2 separate regions of the Ovis aries genome follow, and region 1 is linked to region 2. A link is a contact called in public Hi-C data. All regions are on one chromosome and are shown on one strand. The core of a region is the stretch at or near the end of the contact, and the rest is flanking DNA. Distances in the headings are between cores, read along the strand shown.

The links. Hi-C and Micro-C count contacts between places; a contact is called where the count stands out from the background.
Region 1: a contact with region 2 is called in a Hi-C map of tail adipose tissue, with 2.7 times the contacts expected there. The contact joins the enhancer-like site here to the promoter of TRIQK in region 2. A contact is called at or near these places in 2 of 16 Hi-C or Micro-C datasets (skin fibroblasts and tail adipose tissue).

What each region holds. Positions count from the first base shown.
Region 1 is chr9:85,209,120-85,213,296 of ARS-UI_Ramb_v3.0, forward strand. All of the region lies in intron 2 of RUNX1T1 (RUNX1 partner transcriptional co-repressor 1), which reads left to right. Among named protein-coding and RNA genes, the nearest start is that of RUNX1T1, 30 kb to the left of the region's middle. Within about 2 kb of position 2,327, at least 16 of the 54 cell types and tissues checked have an H3K27ac peak or open chromatin away from gene starts, as enhancers often do. A contact at or near this core is called in tail adipose tissue, where this site is marked.
Region 2 is chr9:84,216,046-84,220,008 of ARS-UI_Ramb_v3.0, forward strand. It overlaps TRIQK (triple QxxK/R motif containing), which reads left to right and starts at 2,470. Exons shown (of 6, transcript XM_060393516.1): 1 at 2,470-2,544.

The DNA of each region.
Region 1 (4,177 bases), core at 1,077-3,576, 990 kb after region 2:
ACCATTACAACCGTGCTCTCTTCCAGTCATGTGGCATATCTCTGTGACCGTTGCAGCATGGAAGATTCACATTTAAAGCAAAAATGCATGACAGAGACATATTTTAAAACAAGTTAATGCATTTTGTTTGTTATAATATGTAAATGCCAAGCCTCAGCATCAGGTATCAAAAACACCCTGCTGAGTTTCTTCTCTCTCTTTCTTGTGTGTGTGAGTATGCTTACTTAGAATGATGTGTGTGTACACACACAGTATACGTATACATGTATGTACACACACGTATATATGTGCATATATGTATCTAATTGTGTGTGTTTGCCTATTTTATAACTGTTGGGTCTTCTTTATGTTTCATGTGGCATTGAAAAGTTTACTCCTAGTTTTTTTCTTTTTTGTGTGATGGTAGAGGGTGTATATAGATAAATATGGGGTTGAGCCAAGAAGTAGAGAGAAACAGAAATCACATACTTTAAATTTACAGAAAATGTGGAGTCCATTGGATTCTTGGGATTGTAATCTGGAAGCAGAAAAAACAAAGAACTAGGAGCCGGTGAACAGTTGGGGCAGTAAGCAACAGTGGCCTGAGGTGGTGCTGGAGAGTCTGGTCCCTGTTTGAAGCCAGGCGGGGGTCACCAGGAGACAAGCCTGTCTCTTTGGGAGGCCAGGAGAGAAATGATGCCTTAGGGACAGTCACCAGCTTTGATGGGAGTTTATGATAAAGGCAAAATGCTACTGTGTTTCCCCTAGTATTTTAAAGTATATCCTAAATATGCACAATGTCCAGTTTTCTACAGCTGTGTTATTGTGTGTCTTTGTGAGGACTGGGCAGATTTGGGACAGTTAGGAGTGGTATCCAGCCTGAGGAGCGTGCTCTTATAAGCCATTAAGGAAAGGGTCCAGTATTTGTCATATAAAAAAATTAACTGGTCATCTAATGCACGGGCATTAGAATGGAAGCAGTTGTGACGTAGGAAACTTGTTGCAAAGTGTTTGTATTTATGTTCAAATGGGATATTTATTAGTACCAATTTTAAGATACTGTATGTGTTTCAAAAGCCACACTTGTGTTTTTAAAAATAAAAATGTTTAGGTGGTGCTGTGTACCTTCAGATATTTGTATCTTTATTAGGAAAAGAAGAAAGTTATTTTCTTAAGCAAAATTGCTGAGTTTTGAGAGCATTTGCATTTATTTTTCGTTTTTCTTGCTCATGTTGGAGAGGTCTGATAGCATTAATGGGCTTTACCCCACATGGAGCTTTGAGCTTATTGTAGCACTGCACACTGATCCCAGGTCAGTGTGATGCGTGAAATCAATTTATTTGAATCTCTTTGCCTCTATAGGAATTTGGCAGCGTGCCAGTTGTTTTCATTTAATGTTCTTTGTGTTGAACACAGACAAGCAGGCATGCTTTTGTATTCGTCTCTCTTTTGCTCTCTGTCTCTTTCAGCCAATATTTTACTCTATGGATTCTGAGATGAAGAAAGAATATATTATTTATATGATTCTAATCATTACTTAATGTGCATGTTCTACTTTCTTATCTTTTAAGGGATTTGTTTTTAACATTCCTGAGTTCTCCTAGTGACTTTCTTTGTAGAGAAGAAACATTTTAGAATTTTTTAAAAAATTAAGCTTTTGGATGAGGCATAATACACCAGACCCTAGGTGGTATTTGCTTACCATAATGCTCGTTATCAAAACGGAAAAGAAGAGTGTTCATTACACCATACCACCAGTGTTTCATTTGTGAACTAGTTTATCAAAATCAGTGACTTCTTGGGGAGCTTTCTAAGGGTAAAGATTCATACTTTAAATGGGTGCAAGCGAAGACACATGATTAGCGGGGTAGTATTCTGAGTAACACATCTTGCTGAAGATGCCCCTGTTTTTCCCCTAGATGTGGCTTAGATGAATCTTGAGGAAGTTCCTGCCATGAGGGCTTTTTTTTTTTTTTTTTGCTTTTTAAAATTTGGAGGGTTCTGGCAGGGAACAGCACAAAGGTTTCTGCAGCACACAGAGGCTCCGAGCCTGGTGTGGCTGTTTGTGTGGAGAGGATGTGTTTCTGGGTCAGCTTTAGGAAGAGGTGCAGAAGGAAACAGGGAGGAGAGAGCTGCTGTGTTGATGCTCCGGGCGGTTCTCGCGGAAGTCGGTCTGCAGACCCGGGGCGCCCGGGAGCCTCGGGGTCAGGCCCGCCCCCAGCACCCCGCTTCCTCGTTTAATTACCTGAAGAGCCAAACAGCCCGCCGGCGGGTGTGTGAACGCCCGGTATCTCCGCGGCCGCCTGGCGCTCCGACATCCTGCGCGGCCAGCCCTGTCTGTCCGCCAGCGTCAGGCTGGCTCCCGCCCCGGTTCCTTTGCTTTCTGGAGTCATTGTGTGGAAGAGGGTTTGGTCAGGAATTGGAGGTTCCTGCCAGTGCTGTGTCCCTCCTCTCTCTCTCTCTTTCTGGACCAAGCTGACAACGTGCTTGATTTTTTTTTTTTTTTAATGAGTTTAAAGATCTTTTTCATTTTACACGCTGGCCTTGCCATGAAACACATATCTCTATCAGCAGCCCCAGACGTTAACCAGTGCAGAACTGGTCTCAGTTAATGGGTTCTTATTTTCCTAATTCTTGTTCTTTACTCTCCTTCCCATGTTGCCTTTTTGGGTCAGATTCACTGGTAGTTTGGTATGAAACTAGTAATTCAGAGGTTATTTTTATGAGGCTGTTTTGGAATCTTCATCTGTCCATGAAAACAGAATAGTCCATTTTTTAAACAAAGGTGATAGAACAGGGAAGATTTTCTTTTTTTCCTTTTCCATGCAATTTAAATATGGGGACTTGGACATTTGCTGTGGGAAGGGCCACACCCTTTGATGAAGCTGGGGATGGTAAGACATACTAGATGGACAGAAACGTGTGGCCAATTTGAGAGTCGTATAGGGTGAAGACTCTGAGGAATGCTTGGAGATGGAGCCATTTGGGAGATCCCCAGAGTGTAACAAGGTGTTGCCTTTCCATGAGGAAATCCAGCAGGTTCTTTATCCACAGTGTGGGCTGATGAAATGTGTGTGCTGTTGGGGGGCGGGTGTCGGGGGGGGGGGGGGGGGGGCAAGGTGGTGGTGGTGGGGTTTCCTGCAAAGGGAGGGGAAAGTGTGAATACATGTGCAGTGATTTGCTTTTTCCAGCTACTTCATTAGGATTCTGTCATGCAAACTTAAGGCATTTACCCTTTCGATGCACATATGTGCATCCCATTAATGTTAATAGGAGTTGCAGCAGGTAAGAGAGCAGTGTGTACCTTTGGGTTGTGCAGGAGCCCAGCTCCAAGAAATTGATTCCATTCTTTGCAAAGAATAAAGACATTGGGACTTTGCAGAGGAGAGTTCTGTAGGAATGATTTTCAAAGCTTATTTTTCATATTATATTTATGGAAGCAATGTCAATATTTTATGTGTTTGTCTACCACTCCAGCGAAAAGTATATAATCATTTAAATAATTGGATTAGCCTGGTGCGCCTTGTGATGGAGCTGGCATCACCATGATCTATTATGCACTAGCATAAGTAGCTCTGCCATAAGTGTTATGTGTATCCTCGGGCATTGCATGTTTATTTATGTATCAGCCTGCTGCACTTCTTTCCGAGTCTTTCCCTTTCAACATCAGTATAAAGATGAGAAAAGAAAACATGTAAATATAATTTAAGCCGCAGTCAACATTTCTGACTGGTGTCCTCCTCCACTGACAAACTTCACGTATCCCTCTTTCAAGCTTCAGCTCTCTGGAAGTTCTGTCTACCTAGAGCTTTCTTATTATGCGAGTAACGTTACTGCCAGTTACAGTATTAGGCCTTAGCAGCAGGGAGTGTATAACGTGAGAAAAACCTGGAGGACTTTGGAAAGTGTCTGGGGAGAGTTGTGGCTTGCAGGTGGTGGCACCAGGAATTAAAGAGCAAAGTAGTAAGAAAGTGGCGTTGGTGCCTCGTGCTGAGTGTGCCCAGTAAATGTGGAGTGAAAACAGTAAGAAAAAAAGCAGGTCCGTGAGAAAAGAGACTGGGAGGAAGTGAATTACTCCAGAAAGGCAAATGGAAAGGCCCAAATTTATTAGTAACTGTGGACATGTGTTAATTGATCATCAGGAATCAAAATAGGACATTTCGGTATATATAACAGATAAAAAAGCCACAGTATTCCA
Region 2 (3,963 bases), core at 1,220-3,719:
GGGTGCCATTGCCTTCAGTGCAACTAAGGTTAATGAGATATAAAAAAAGATACACTATGTACGTTCAAGAATAACACTTAATATTGCAAAGGTATCTAAAAATACACTTGCTTCTCGGAAGAAAAGCTTTAACAAATCTAGATAGGATATTAAAAAGCAGTGACACTGATTTGCTGACAAAGGTCCATCTAGTCAAAGCCATGGTTTTTCCAGTAGTAATGTATGGATGTGAGAGTTGGACTATAAAAAGCTGAGCACCAAAGAATTGGTGCTTTTGAACTGTGGTGCTAGAGAAGACTCTTGAGAGTTCCTTGGACTGCAAGGAGGTCAAACCAGTCAATCCTAAAGGAGATCAGTCCTGAATAATTCATTGGAAGGACTGATGCTGAAGCTGAAGCTCCAATACTTTAGCCACCTGATGCGAAGAAATGACTCATTAAAAAAGATCCTGATGTTGGGAAAGATTGAAGGCAGAAGGAGAAGGAGACAACAGAGGATGAGATGGTTGGATGGCATCGCTGACTTGATGGACATGAGCTTGAGCAAATTCCAGGAATCGGTGCTAGACAGGAAGGCCCGGCATGCTGCAGGCCCCAGAGTCACAGAGTGGGACATGACTGAGGGACTTAACTGACTGAATCCCTTAAACGGGTAAGATTATTCAGATATTTATTTGCTGAGATTTGAATACGCAATTGAGAAAAGATTCAAATAAATAATTCGCCATTTTAATTTAAATCTTACAGTATTTATTTATACAATATACTTATTAATTTAGAACCAGAACACATTTTAGCGTAAAACCACATATTTTTAAAATATTAAAGTAACATAATGCAGATCATGAGTTATATAAATGAAAACACTTTTCGTACAGAATGATTCATAACTAGCAAACTTTCAGAAGAATTTGGAAATTTAGTACGTTAAGAGGATAAAATCATTTGTAACTGGAATGTGTTTCCTTTACTCCAACAGTTTTATCATAGTATGGTGGCCATTTTAATTGACTCACAACACACTTATCCAAAGGCATTGTTTTTGTTTGTTTTTATTTTATTTCTTACTACGATATCTGACAAGATAAACACTTCTGGGTATTGGTATAATATAAGTATATATGATACTATGGTATAATACAGAAAAAGGATTTTACTATTTTAAAGCTGCTGCTGCTAAGTCACTTCAGTTGTGTCCGACTCTGTGCGACCCCATAGATGGCAGCCCACCAGGCTCCCCCATCCCTGGGATTCTCCAGGCAAGAACAGTGGAGGGGGTTGCCATTTCCTTCTCCCCTGCATGAAAGTGAAAAGTGAAAGTGAAGCCGCTCAGCGACCCCAAGGACTTCAGCCTTCCAGGCTCCTCCGGCCATGGGATTTTCCAGGCAAGAGTACTGGAGTGGGGTGCCATTGCCTTCTCCCACTTTAAAGCTGCACACATGCAAATCTAGTTAAGACTATTAAGATAATTCCATTTAATGCTACAGCTATTTCTGGAAGGGGAACTGGAGACCAACAAAGGATTTAGAAGGACAGAAAATAAAATTACGTTTTAGACTCAATTCCTGACCCTGATATCTTGGGACATCTCACAGAATTTTCTAGTCTGTTTATACTTGTCTCTTTCGTAAGCTATTCCTTTCTCAAGGTTTTCATACACTTGTTTGTTTTGAAAGATTTGATGAACTGGCCTAGAGGAAAGTGACTTATACTTTAATGAGACACAAATTAAAATGGAAGTCATGTAATGTTTTTAAAAAAGAAATTTAAGCTCATTTTACCACAGCATAAAAATAATGACTGCAGGCACTTTGACAATTGAATGAATGTCACTCTCCGACTCGGTTTCCTTGTCCATAGATTGTGGATAAAACTTTCACTGGGTGTTGTGAGGATTATATCAGGTATAAATCATTCAATCGTCAGACGCTGTGCAAAAGACAGCTAGTAACAATATTTCATTCCCATTTCGTATGTGTGAAAGGTGTGAAAACTGGGAATCTGGATATAACGCCAAACCTTAAATATTAGGTTTCAAGAATCACCTTTCCTAAACTAATCAGGCTGTTAAAAGCTTGCACCTGCAAACAACATTGCTTTCCTAGACAGTTAGCTCATCCTTCCCTCCAGGGATGTCCCCCAAAGAGTTTGGATGGGGATGTGGTGAGAAAAGTTCAATAATCAAAAGAACGTATTTCTGTGTTTTATATTTAAAAACAAGTGGCCGTCCTTATTTTCAATTTCTAGAGTCAGTTTGCTAGGCGGGAGTGAAGGCTTGAGTATCCCGTTAAACGTTGAGGAAAGGCCACATCGCCCGCGCATTTCCGTCGGGGGGCTCTAAGAGAGGATAGACAGAGAGCCTGGCCAATCGGAGCGCAGGTTAGAGCTGCTCCCGCCCCCTTCCGTCGAGCCCGCCTCTTCCCCGTGCCGCCCTCTGGGAGTCCGGCAGGCTCGCCCCGCCCCCTCCCCTGAGTGACAGGACCGTGGACAGCAACATTTCCAGCCGGACACGTAGTTGGTCGGCCCTTGCGCTGGCTGAACTGAGGTGTGTGTGGTGTGTGTGTGTCAGGCAGGGGCGGCGAGGGGATTGGGGAGGCCCTGCCCGTGAAGCTCGGGGTCTGGGGGCGAAAGCGGTTCCTCACTGGGCCCTCAGTGCATTTAGGGGACGCTCGGTCCACCCCTGGGAGCCGCACTTGGGCGTACTGGGCGGAGGTGGGCGGGCAGGGGTCTTTGGCCGTGGAGGACCCCAGAGCCCAGGAAACCCCGTAGGAACGGTCGTGGCGTGAGGAGCCTTCCGGGCGCGTGGGGCGCTCGCGGTGGGGGTGGGGCGGCGGGCGCGGGGCTCGCGGGTGGGCGTGGCTGCCGCGGTTGCTAAGGAACGGCGGGCCCCGCCCTGCCAGCGTGTCTGGCTCTGGCCGCCCGGCCCTGCGAAGCGGGGCTCGGCCCGCCTCCCCGCGGCCTTCCCCTTGGCTTGGAGCTGGCCCCCGTTGTGCCTTCAGTGAACTAGCGTCCCCTGATTTTACTGTCCTGCTTTTCCGGTGTAGTGGGTACAGAGCTCCCACTCAGGCCTCCCTCTCCCACGTTACTCCTCTGCACACTTCAGCTCCTCGCCTTCCAAAATGAACAAGGATCTGCAGACCAGAAAACGTTCAGAGAAGGGTTTCAGGCAGCTTGAGGTGGCTTTATTTGCCGGGATGGTGGGACGGGAATGAGCCTTTTCCTGGGGTTTGGTGAATGCTTGAAGCCACAAGGTAATGGTGTCCCTGTGGATGAGTAGGACAGGGGAGATAAGAGATGTGATTTCTTCCACCTGGAAGTCTTTTTGATTGCTGCTGCTGTTTGAGTTCAAGGAGCTTCTCAGGAAGTTGAGGCAAGTCATTATTGGACAGGTCCTAATAATGTATGATCTCCCTTTCAGACCCTCTTATGGAGAAGGGTGGTTGGTACTAAGTAACTGAAGCCCTCCTTGGCTTCAATGCCCCATTTAATGATTAACTGTGAGATAGAAACCATAGATAACCATTCAGATCTCTTCTTTGCCCCCATCGTCTGGCCCCTAATGATTCAGCAGAGCAAACAATCCACAGAGAAAACACAAAGAAACTAAAAGTCTGCTTTTACTTCCTTGTGCTAGGTTTACTGTATAAATCCCCAAGAAGGAAGCTTGTAGTGCCTGTTACCAGTAGGAAGAAGATTGACCTAAAAATCAAGAATCTCGCTGTTAGGAAATATTTGCCATTGGGCAGTAACCTTCATAACTTCTCTCATCTGGGAAGTGGAGATACCTATGTGCCTTTTGGTTATAAAACGTAAGGAGAGCTAATTGTAAACTGTTACTGATTACACTTTTAACCTTTTTTTTTTTTTTGGTCTATATGATCTCTGTTGTTGATTCAGTATTAGCTCTTCTTACGTAGTACCTGAAATGTCCTGCATACATTTTTTCCCCATTGATATCACTAGA